Regions from separate parts of the Mus musculus genome. Here region 2 is linked to region 1. Evidence: chromatin contacts called from public promoter capture Hi-C data. All regions are on one chromosome and are shown on one strand. The core of a region is the stretch at or near the end of the contact, and the rest is flanking DNA. Distances in the headings are between cores, read along the strand shown.

What was found. Capture Hi-C pulls out chosen DNA fragments and counts their contacts.
Region 2: a contact with region 1 is called in a promoter capture Hi-C map of adipose tissue. The contact joins the promoter of C3 here to the promoter of Alkbh7 in region 1. A contact is called at or near these places in 14 of 39 promoter capture datasets (the 3T3-L1 cell line, the C10 cell line, the HPC-7 cell line and 10 more), 1 of 15 datasets of contacts at CTCF or cohesin (large pre-B cells), 35 of 484 Hi-C or Micro-C datasets (the 63-12 cell line, B cells, the BV-2 cell line and 21 more), 11 of 115 datasets of contacts at active chromatin or transcription factors (the 230-238 cell line, the HPC-7 cell line, T-cell acute lymphoblastic leukemia and 8 more) and 5 of 9 other capture datasets (adipose tissue, embryonic stem cells, liver and 2 more).

The regions. Positions count from the first base shown.
Region 1 is chr17:56,993,740-56,999,583 of GRCm38.p6, forward strand. Alkbh7 (alkB homolog 7) reads left to right here and starts at 3,600. Exons shown (of 4, transcript NM_025538.3): 1 at 3,600-3,828; 2 at 4,650-4,823; 3 at 4,932-5,056; 4 at 5,191-5,601. The coding sequence starts at 3,625. The coding sequence ends at 5,353. It overlaps Clpp (caseinolytic mitochondrial matrix peptidase proteolytic subunit), which reads left to right. Exons shown (of 6, transcript NM_017393.2): 6 at 2,139-2,632. The coding sequence ends at 2,308. Pspn (persephin) reads right to left here. Exons shown (of 2, transcript NM_008954.3): 2 at 5,574-5,844. The coding sequence ends at 5,718.
Region 2 is chr17:57,224,984-57,231,212 of GRCm38.p6, forward strand. C3 (complement component 3) reads right to left here and starts at 3,153. Exons shown (of 41, transcript NM_009778.3): 1 at 2,973-3,153; 2 at 1,710-1,899; 3 at 1,183-1,348; 4 at 1,014-1,084; 5 at 233-327; 6 at 52-134. The coding sequence starts at 3,052.

The sequences.
Region 1 (5,844 bases), core at 2,350-4,849:
CTCACAGCACACACTGGAGCATCAGCATCGGCCTCCTACAGCACACACTGGAGCATCAGCCTCCCACAGCACACACTGGAGCATCAGCATCAACCTCTCACAGTACACACTGGAGCATCAGCATTGTCCTAAAGCAGGGCACCCCCACCTGACAGTCAGAACCAGATTACTATAATATGGTCACTCTGGGCCGTGGATGATGGTCAGTAGAATCCCTGACCCACCAATGCTCTGTGCTTGGGGCTCTGTGGCTATGGCATAGCTCCTGCCTAGAATGAGCCCTTTCCCAGTGAGGGGTTGGGGTCGTGTCAGGGGTGTGCCTTAAGGATACTTTTTTCACCCTTCTTTATCTATTTTCTTACGTGTGTGGGTGCTAGGAATCATGTCTGGGTCCTCTGCCAAAACAAGTCCTCTTAACCACTGAGTCAACTCTCCAGCCCCAGGGATACATTCCTGGCCCGACATAGGTTCTATGTCCCCAGAGTCACAAAACAAAAGTTCCTAGCATGTTAGACAGAATTCCCTTCAGTTACAATCTCCAGTTCTGAGCCCTTTAGATGAGCTTTGCAAGCTGGGTGTGTTGGTACCTACCTGCCATCCCAGCTCTGGCAGGTAGAGGTAGAGAATCATGAGTTGTCGACTGGGCTAGAGAATGACAGACGCGGGCTCAGCGGGCCTGTGCTATAGAGGTGGTTTTGATGGGGAGAAGGTAGCAAGGGTCACTTCCCTGGAGCCCTTCTTTCATTTATGTGAGTCCACTGTCACTGTCCTCAGACACACCAGAAGAGGGCATCAGATCTCATTACACATAGTTGTGAGCCACCATGTGGTTGCTAGGAATTGAACTCAGGACCTCTGGAAGAGCAAGCTGCCAGTGCTCTTAAACTCTGAGCCATCTCTGCAGCCCGACATTTCTTTATGGTTTTTCGAGACAGGGTTTCTCTGTATAGCCCTGGCTGTCCTGGAGCTCACTTTCTAGACTAGGCTGGCCTCGAACTCAGAAATCCGCCTGCCTCTGCCTCCCGAGTGCTGGGATTAAAGGTGTGCGTCACCCCCACCCCCACCCCCACCCCCGGCTCCAACATTTCATTTTTAAAATAGTTGATTTGGGAAGCATGTGCCTGCCATAGTGATGTGTGGAAGTCAGAGGACAGTTTGTAAACATCGGTTCTCTGTTGACACCTTGTAAGGAGTGGTGATTGAACTTGAGGTCATTAGACTTGGTGGCAAACCCCTCTTCCCACCAAGCCATCTTACTGTCCCACGTGCCATTCTTCGGTATATCTTGTTGCTGGTCACATATGTTCAGTCTAAGATCCACCACCTAGCACTGCGTGGCATTTTCCTAGTTGCATCTTACTGTTGTGTGAATGCCATGACATGTGGAGTTCAGGGGACAGTGTTCAAGAGGCGATTCTCTCCTACCATGTAGTTCCTGGGACCTGATGTATTACAGTAGTCGGTAAAAATTGAATTGGTGTGGTGTAAGCACTGCAGACCTCTCATCCCGGCACTTGGCCAGCACAGATGGGGGAATCAGGAGTTGAAGGTCGTCCCTTCGAGGCTAGCCCGGGCTGCATGTGATCCTGTCTGGAAAAAAAAAAAAAAGCAAAAACAAAACCCTGTTTTTTACTACGGAGGAGATTGAATCACAGAGAGGTTCCCCAGCCCCATGGGAAAGATTGTCAGAGTAAGTGTATCTTATGAAACTTGGGAGCTGGAAGAAAACATCATGGGCTGGAAGCTAAAATGCTAGGAGTGTCTAATCTCAGTCCTGGAAGCAGGAAGGCCAGGAATAGCCAGGGCCTGGAAGGTGACATTTTTGTGTTGCTATCAATTCCTGATGCTAATGGCTTCTACACCTTTGGTTTCCTGGAATTGCTGGTGCTCCTAGGTATGAAGCCTGGGCTCTTAGGAAAGTGTTCAGCCAACAGAGCTCCTCCTTTTTTTCTTTGAAGACATTATCTTAGTTTGTAGCCCTTTTACTTTTGCCTCTCTTCATAAGAGCATAGATCCCATGGTAGGGGGTCCCTCACAACTCCATAAATCATCTCACGACTGGTAAGGGCTTCAACCTAGGAATTTGGGGAAAAACAGCCCAGGCCTCTACTCCTACCCACATATACTGCTTTCCCTAGAGTCAGCAATGGAGAGGGACCGCTACATGAGCCCCATGGAGGCCCAAGAGTTTGGCATCTTGGACAAGGTCTTGGTCCACCCACCTCAGGACGGGGAGGATGAGCCAGAACTGGTACAGAAGGAGACTGCCACAGCGCCGACGGATCCTCCTGCCCCGACAAGCACCTAAGGAGTGGAGACCAGACTGAAACTTCCTCTGCTGGGCCCAAGAACAACCCCTAGAGGAGATGTGGATTGAGGTTGCCCTCAGAGCAGGGCAGACTGCCTGAGACACTGTGATTTAAATTAAATCTTTGTAGTCTTTGTCCCATGTCTGAAGCACCTTCCATTACTTCTCCAAGACAGCAGGCCTCCTTCACCTTGACAAACCACTTCAGTAAGCAAACCCTGGCTCTCCTGGAACTAAACCAATCTAGCCTCAGACTCAGGTACCCACCTGCCTCACCTCCTGAGTGCTAGGATTAAAGGTGTACACCACCACACCTGACTTCAACAGACTTAAGCCATATACTACCCCAAAGTCAGTGGGTAGAAATATGATTTCATACATCTTTGGTTATGTGTGGGTTTGTGCATGGTGAGTGCAGTACCCATGGCCAGAAGAGGATGTTGGGTCCCCTGGGGCTTCCCTGTGGGTGCTGGGACTTAAGAGTACATTCTTACCTGCCGATCCTGGGCTTGGCCCCTTAGAGAGTTAAGAGTTAGGGTGGAGGGTCTACCAGAATCTACCACCAACTTTGGGTTGATCCTCAGACCCATGAGACCTGACACTGGTGACTCACCAGGTGACAAAGTCCTGGCATTTTGTTGCAGGCTCCAAAAGCCAGCTGAAGCCAGAGAGAATGTCAGGACATGTTTATGGAGTTTTACTAGAACTAGAAGCAGAGGATCCCAGTTTATGGGATGGAGGCAGGTGCCACATGACCCTATGGAGGTCAGAGGGTCGCAAATGCAGGAGTTGCTTTTTCTGCTTGCACCATGTTTGGGGGTCCTGAGGTCAAACCAAAGACTCTTAGCAAGTGCTGAGCCATTTTCCTAGGCCCAGTTTATTAGTGTGGAAGGAAGTAGACTCTTTTTAGATTTAACACAAAACATTTGAGGTGGGGGTTGTATTATTTGGTCTTATTTGTTTGGATGTCCTATTTTGTGGGCAACATCTGAAATTCAGGTTAGCCTCAAACTCAAGGGCTGACCTTGGAGTTAGTTATCCTCCTTTCTCCACCAGGGTGTGCTGTTTGACAAGCGCTAAATTTGCGCTAGGCTGATTGAACTTCTAACCTTGGCTTTGCCCCCACGTGACCTCCAGCCTCCGTTCGCCCTAGTTCTGCACCTACTGCTTGAGACCTTGCTCAGGGCCGAGAGGCGGGACAAGCGGTAGACTGACTTAAAGCACAGCTAATAGAGCCAGTAGCTGATGGGCGTGGTGCGGTGTCAGCCAATAGCTTGCGGGGGTGTGGCTCAGCCTGCTGTGGTCAATCCCTGAAGATGGCGGGCAGCAGGAGGCTAGCGATGCGGTTGCTTTCTGGGTGCGCCTGGGTGCGCGGCTCAGACTCTGCCGTGCTGGGCCGCCTGCGTGATGAGGCCGTGGTGCATCCAGGCTTCCTGAGCCAGGAGGAGGAGGACACGCTAACACGCGAACTGGAGCCCCAGCTGCGGCGCCGGCGCTACGAGTACGACCACTGGGACGCGGTGAGTGGGCGGAGCGGCGAGCTAAGGGGACGCCCACTGGGACATAGTGAGGGGGCGGGGTCCTCGGAGGGGTAGAGTGAAGAGCTAGGCTTGCTTGGCCAGGTTGGGGACAGTGTGTTTTGGGCAGTCCCCGATGTAGGTTCGGGTGGGACCAAGTTTCTCTGGTGTGGGACATGGCGGGTGCTGGGCAATTCGATGAGTGACAGTTGGTCAGGAGGTCTTGTGGGAATGGGGCTGATCTTGATGCCAGAGCTGAGTCCAGGGGAAGGCCTGCTGCTGCGGGCTTGTGGATGGTACTTAGAGCAGGGGAAGGGACCAGAGCCGGAGAAGGTGAACTGGCAACGTTGAGCTCAGAGCAGCGCAGTATTACAGTGGGGGCAAATCACTGCTGGGCTTTACTAAGAACAGGGGCTGTAGTGTGGGGCTGGGCCTGGAATCAGAAGGGAGGGTTTTGGTGGGCACCAAGGAATGCGTAGTGAGGACAAAGATGTCACTTCAGACATGAAGTTCTGGAACACTTCAGGGGCATTGGTGACAAGATTAGAAATAAAAAGCAGACTTGGGAGAGGGAGTGCCAGCAGTTGGGAGTTTCACTAGGGACTTGAGTGGGATCAAATAGAGACAGGAGACCGAGATACTGAATATTAGGGTGGCCAGCACCAGGGACCACTGGGAAACGAAACGTGAAGACCAGATGCGTGGTTGAAACCTCACTGATAATGAGCTAAAGTTGGAAAGACTGCCTGCCCTGTACTGCACCCCTCGGTACCTCATTTTCCTGTCCTGGGAGTTCCCAGTTATGACTTGAGCTCTCTATTCAGGCCATCCATGGCTTCAGGGAGACAGAGAAATCCTGCTGGTCTGATGCAAGCCAGGTCATCCTGCAGCGGGTTCGGGCGGCTGCATTTGGTCCTGACCAGAGCCTGCTATCCCCAGTACATGTGTTGGACCTGGAACCTCGGGGCTACATCAAGCCTCATGTTGACAGTGTCAAGGTGGGCAGAAGGCATTCCATCAGAACTCCTAGCTAGGTTGTCGGTGGACAGGGGGGCAGAACTAAGCCTGACACCCCAATATACACAGCATACATACCCCTTTTCCAGTTCTGTGGATCTACCATTGCTGGCCTTTCCCTGTTGTCTCCAAGTGTTATGAAGCTGGTGCATACACAGGAACCTGAGCAGTGGCTGGAACTGTTGCTGGAGCCAGGGTCTCTCTATATCTTAAGGTACGACGTAACCCAAAGTCCTCAGGTGAGGCCGAGGGTTTCTAACAGTCACCACCACCACTCAGAAAAAGTATAGAAATGCTGAAGGGACAGTCTTCCCTCCATCCACCCACTCAGCTTCTCTCTTCTTGCAGGGGTTCAGCCCGATATGACTTCTCCCATGAGATCCTTAGAGATGAAGAATCATTTTTTGGGGAGCACCGGGTTCCCCGGGGCCGACGCATCTCAGTGATTTGCCGCTCCCTCCCTGAGGGGATGGGGCCAGGAAGGCCAGAAGAGCCACCTCCAGCCTGCTGACCTCCCACATATCCTCCATATTTGTGAATAAAGTAGGGAAAATGCTGTCATGGGATCTTCAAATGACCGTCTGCCAGGGCTGGGGCTCTTAAGAGACGATCAGGGTCTCAGGATTCACATAGCATGGTGGCTGCCAGGGTGCACCTGATCACACACACTCTTAAGGCCACGAGAATATCATTTATTGCATCCACTGCTGATTAAAAAAAAAAAAAAACTAACAAGCAAGCAAAGAAAGAAACAAAAAACCCTGGTCCTTTCCCTTCTTATCTTTACCTATGCAAATTTCTAGTAATGTCACCTGAGCCTTTCAAAGCCCAGCCTGTCTCATGCTTGTGATTCTGAGACACCAGACTGGCCTCCTTCAGCCACCACAGCCACAAGCTGCAGCTGAGAGCTGAGGCAGCTGCTGCCAATGGTGCTGATCATCAAGGAAGGTCACATCAGCATAGCTGGTGGGCTGGCAGCAGGGTCGGCCATGGGCTCGACCC
Region 2 (6,229 bases), core at 1,903-4,402, 230 kb after region 1:
CAGGGCAGCATAAGCACAAGGGCCTCACCTGCTGGATGCCCCAAGACTTACCGTATTCCTTCACCTCAAACTCTGCGGAGAAGATCTGCTTCGGCGCATGTTCGTAAAAGGCTCGGATCTTCCACTGCCCCATGCTGCAAGAAGATGAGGAATGTGGCAGAGCCTCCAAGAGCCTCTCCCCCATCTCTCCCCCCGGACGGGGGAATCCCGTTTTTTGGAGGCTCAGATTTACTTGACCAGTTCAGGAATGTTCCAAGACAAAGGCAAGATGCCGTGTTGGTTGTTGGAAGACAGAATGTCTCTCTTGACAGGAATGCCATCGGGGGTCTGTAAAGAAAGCATAAGGGACAAAGCAGCTCTTTAGAGTCACAACCACCCCATCTCTTGTTCACTGAGGCAGGAGTTAAGAACACAGACCTGGGTAACTCAGCCTAGGTTCAAATCCCTACTGTGCCACTTAGAAGCTCTGTGTTCTCAGGTAAATAGCTCAACCTCTCTGTGCATTTCCTTTTATGTTTAGGACATAATTAATGCAGCAAAAGCCTGGGTGTTTAAACGATGAGGGCTATGATGTGTGTGAGTTTGGAGCACAGGGTGCAAGGAGGAGGAAGGCTGGGAGGGAACTAGGCAGGGTGAGCAGGACCTTGTGCCTGGCAAGGAAGACTTTGACTCTACAGAAGTGGGAGCCACAGAGGGTTGTAGGGAGAGAAAGGAGGGAACTCCACTAGGGTTTTAACAGGGGCCCTCTACTGGGCAAAGTGGACTGAGTTACCAGTAATTCTTCCCAAACTTCAGATAGGGCAACTCAAGTTCAGGGGGTTTCCCTGGAGTTGGATGCCTCACTCTATGGGTCTTCCTAGGTCTCTGCAGTGATCGTTATGTATAGCCATTTGCTCATGGACCACCTCAGAGGACTGAGTCTCAGAGGAGAGGGTCTCAAAGGGGAGGGGACTTGGAGGGGAGGGGACTCAGAGAGGAGGGTATCCATCTCTGGGAAACTCAGCAGCTGGTACCTCAATGAGGATGACGACTGTCTTGCCCACGGGCAGTAGGTTGTTGTCCACAGTGAAGATCCGATATAAGACTGGAGGATGTGAGGGAGACACACAGAGAGTCCCCTTAGACCTTAGGCTCTGGGAGGCCCTTCCAGCCTCAGTGGGAGCAGCCTCCCACAGCACTTACCAGTGGAGCCAGGGGTGTAGATGGTCTTGTCTGTCTGGATGAAGAGGTACCCACTCTGGAAGCTTACCATCACTGCTTTCTCCACCACCGTTTCCCCGAAGTTTGCCACCACTGTCACGTACTTGTGCCCCTCCTTATCTGAGTTGAATTCCTTACTGGCTGGAATCTATGCGTGGGATGTCAGGAGTCTGTGTCAGGGAGTGGTGCCCAGAAAGCATCCCCTAGATCCCCCTGGGCCTCCTCTCTGTCATCTCCCCTCAGACAGGAGGGGCTCAAGGAGGAAGAGACTCAAGAGGAGAGGGACTGAGAGGAGGAATCTCAGAGGGAAGGGGCTCAGAGCAGAGGGTCTCAAAGGGTAGGGGACTCAGAGGGGAGGAGATCAAACGAGAGGGACCCAGACGGCAGGGGCGTCAGAGGGGAGGGACTCAGAAGGGAGGAGCTCCGAGGAGGCTATAGGAGGCAGCCTGAGGGACCCAGGCCGGACCGGAAGGGGCTACGGCTGACTGTAGTTCCAGTTCCTTGCCCACCTTGATGGAGACGCTTCTCAGATGTCCACTGGCTCCTGTCAACACTGTCTTCTCACTGGTCAGCACTTGCCTCTTTAGGAAGTCTTGCACAGTGACTGTGACTGGGATGTCACCCTGAGCATCGTGGGCCTCCAGTACGATGGTCTCTTCGCTCTCCAGCCGTAGGACATTGGGAGTAATGATGGAATACCTGACCGTGGGGTGTGGGAGCAGATGTCACCTCAAGGCCTGAGACTTCAGCCCTCACTCTGGCTGGCCCAGTCCCTAGTTCTAGCGTGTTCTAGTTCTCAGTGCTGGAGCAGATGCCTGGATCCACGTCCTCCCCACACAAGAAGGTACCAAACCACAGCCCACTTTCCCTTAGCCACTAGAAGCTGTCTTTTCCTGGCTTCAGCACTGGGTACCAGCCATAAGGACTTTGCTTGTACTGAGAAAGTGCTCTCTCTACCACTAAGCTATACCTCAGCCTCTCCTCACTTTTCTGTTTGGAAACAGCATCTCACTAAGTTGTTCAGGCTAGCCCTGAACTCACTCTGTAGCCCAGGCTTGGCTGGAATGTGTACACTTCCTGCCTGGGCTTCCAGAGTGGACAGGATGACAGGTCCATGTAATCAGGCCCAATGCTGAGCTTGGCTTTTGACAGTCCACACAAGGGCTATAGACCCCAACAACCCTCCAGTCCTCACATCTTAAAACTTACCATTGCCTAAACCACAAGACATCACAGACACCATAAATCTATAGACCTTCTTCTTCATAAGTAGGCACACCAATGCTACAATACCTGAGTTCTATGAACATAAGACAACCCAAACACTCACATTCTCTCTCTTTCTCTCTGTTTGTATGTATGTATGTATGTATGTATGTATGTATGTATGTATGTATGTATGTATGTCACGTCACAGGAAGATGTCCGGTGTCCTGTTCTATGCCCCTCCCTCCCCACACCTTGAGTCAACATCTCTCTCTGAACCTGGCACTGGGCTGGCAGTCAGCAAGCCCCAGTATCTGGTCTCCAGCCCCACAGTGTGGGGTTACAGGCTCTGGAGGCCACTCCTGGCTTTTCTGTGGGTGCTGGGAGTTTGAGTTAAGGTCCTTATGTCCATGCAGCAAGACTTCATACCCACTGAGCCATCCTCCAGCCCCCAGCACAAATTCTTAACATCCCTGTCTCCCCCCAAGTGGGTGACTCCTAGGTGACTCACCTAGGTGACTCCTAAATTGTATAAGAAACTGCACCCCCAAAAGGTAACTACTTACATGGGGATCCCCAGAGCTAATGGGGAGCTGGCCAACAGCAGCAGTAGCACTAGTAGCTGGGACCCTGAAGCTGGTCCCATAGTGAAGGAAAAAGGTGGAAGGAATGAAGGGGTAAGGGGCAGGGGTGGGCAGAGGCGAGCTGGGGCTGTAGCCGCTGGCTCTTTATATGGCTCTCCTCTCTGGTCCCTCCCTGTTCCTGCACCAGGGACTGCCCAAAATTTCGCAACATAGTTTCCTAAGCTTTTTCACAAACCTGGGGCAACAAGCCTTGGGGTGAGTAACCCTAGGCACATTTCCATTACCCTGGAGCTTGAAAGTACCTGCTTGGCTCAGGCTTTTCTTGGGGTCAAGGCCAGATGCTGAACCTGGGCTGGTCCCTGTTGTACTTGGTTACACCAGAGACCATTGAAGTCTAGAGTGACCTCCTCCCACACTTAGCTGGGTCCCAGTAACCCAGCACTTCTGGATGGCTGGTTCTCCCTACCCCCAAGGTCTTGCTAAATCAGTGGGTCGAGACACATTTGGCATTGCATTATATATCCTGCGTATCAGTATTTACCTTACAATTCAGAACAGTAGCAAAATTAGAGTTGTGAAGTAGCAATGAAATAATTTTATGATTGGAGGTCAGCACAACATGGAAGGGTGGCAGGTTCAGGAAGGTGGAGACCACTGTGCTAAACAGTTCTGAACTCCTACCTCTACCTCCTCAGTTGCTGGGCATTACCCAAGCCCTACTTATGCATTTATAATCCAAGTCTTTCCTATGAGGAGGATAAGGGGTGAGGGCATGTCCCAGCCCAGAGTCCCAGCTCTGTGGAGCATTTTCTGAAGTGGGAAAGAATTCTGGTTTTTTGAGGATCTGGGACGGTTTCTTGGCAGTGGGACAGTTAAGCTTTGGTTTTGAAGGCTGCCTAGAAGTTCGCCCTCCGGGGGGCATGCTTGCTTTCTAGGGAAAAGAATGAGGTGGACCTTACCTACCCTGTCACTCAGGGTGGCTGAATGACTCTGGTGGGCTTTGAGAGTCATGGAGGAAAAGCCTGCTCTTGTCTCTGCCTCTAGGACTTGTCCTGCCCCTATATTATCTCTTTCAGTTGTGTTGGTTTTGTGGTTGTAGGCAGATAATGATTCACAATGCTTAGTTGGTTTTTTTTGTTTGTTTGGTTGGTTGGTTTTTGGTTTTTTAAGACAAAAGTACAAATAGTGGCTTTAGAATACAGCTCAGTGGGAAAGTGCTTCCATACTCAGTAGCATAGGATTGATTCTGGTGGCATACATCTGTAATCCCAGCACGAGATGCTGGAGGCAAGAGGATCAGGAGTTCAAAGTCAACCTTGCTATGTAGCAAGTTAGAGGCCAGCTTGGGCTACATGACACCATTTCTTTTCTTTTTAAAATATTTATATGTATGTGTTGGAGTGTTTTGCCTGTATGTATGTATGTATGTATGTATGTATGTATGTATGTATGTATGTATGTATGTATATATGTATGTATGTATGTATGTATGTATGTATGTATGTATGTATGTATGTATATATGTGCATCATGTGTATGCCTGATGCCTACAGAGGCCAGAAGACAATGTTGGATCCCTGGATCTAGAATTGCAGGTGTTTTTGTGCGCCTCATGCGGGTGTTGGGAAACAAGCACAAATCCTCTGTATGGGCAACCAGTGAATCATCTCTCCAGCCACACAGACCCTGTTTCTAGAAAGGCCAATTCTGGCCCATCATGACCAACACACAGGTTTCACAGTAACCATTAACCTCCTCTCTGTATTGTTCTCCCAGCTCCCCTGAGGGCCGTCTGAGGGCTGTCTTGCTTTCTGTGTGTGACAGATTTGCCTCAACAATTATTGTTCCAGATCAATGCTCAGGGAGATTTCTCCTCCTCGCTGCCAACTGCCCCCCCCCCCGCCCTGGTACTTTATGTGAAAGCAACCAATGTATGCTGACAACAGACAGACTTCCGGGGTCACCAACCAACTCAGTGCCCACTTCCTCACTGAGCTGCCACTCAGCAGCCATGGGAGAGCCCGGGGTCCGAGTGTCTTCCTGCAAAGCATGGTATTAACACGGTTAGCTGCTGTCCCCTGGGGTTGCTGGATGTGATCTTGCTAGATCTTGCCAGCTCTCTGACTTTGAAGGTTCTACAGATTTATACATCTGCCCGCTAGGTTGCAAATTCCGAGAAATGAATTGCCAAATTCCTGCTGGCCTGGCTATTGGGCCATGCTAGCTTAGTTCTAGACCTTTGGAGATGGAGGGTCTATATAGTCCTGGCTGGCAGAGAACTCTCTGCTTCCAAAGTGCTAGCTGGGATTAAAGGGGTGGCCACCACGCTTAGCTGTTTTGTTTGTCTGCTTTCCTGTTGTATGAGACTGACTCTTCATTAGCCTTGGCTGGCTTCAAAGTTCCCATGTAAGAACGATGACCTTTGACTCCAACTCACCCTTCCTCACCTCCTGAGTGCTACAGTTGATGGGCAGGTGGACGCAGGTGGTCACCTTCACACCTCATCTGTGTGTTTCTTGGGATGTAACCCAGGACTTCATGTATCCCATGTGCTCCACCCACCTCCAGCCCCGGAGCGCTGGGTTGTCATACCCACCGAGTGCCAGTAGTTTTTTGTTGTTGTTGTTTTGTTTGCTTTCTGTAGCCCAGTCTGGTCTGGAACCTGCCAACCTGTGCTGTTCTGGCTCCGGAGTGATGAGCTGACTGGTGACCACACCCACTTGACTTGGAACTTTTTGAGTCTTGGGTAGTAAGTGGAATCTCCTGTCCCTGATGCCTACTGCCACCATGCTGTCCTCTATGACTGGGATGGGAATGGATGTGGGGAAACGCTTTGAACCAATGTGGTGATGCCCAATCCAAGGACAGGTGTTCACAAAACCTTCCATGAAGGGGTTAAGGGGGGGCAGTTTTGCTCTGATTTCCTGTAAAACATTCATTTTTCCTGACCTCTCGGGGCACGGGGTGGCTGGGAGTTAGAACAAACCTGGCTTGTCTTTTAGCTGTGATTGCGACATCCTTTCTGTGGAAGGCAGAAAGGGAGGGGAGAGGAGGGAGGGGGCGGGGAGGAGGGAGGTGCAGGCATTAGTTTGCCTCCAAAACTGGGGCCCAAGTTTTGAAACTGGTTGTCCGAGTGCCCCCCCCCTTTGACAGCTCTGCTTCTCCCTCTGCCCTACTCCAGACACTCAGTTTCTTGGTCTACTTAAACCCATCTTAAAACTGCATTTATTTGCATTTAA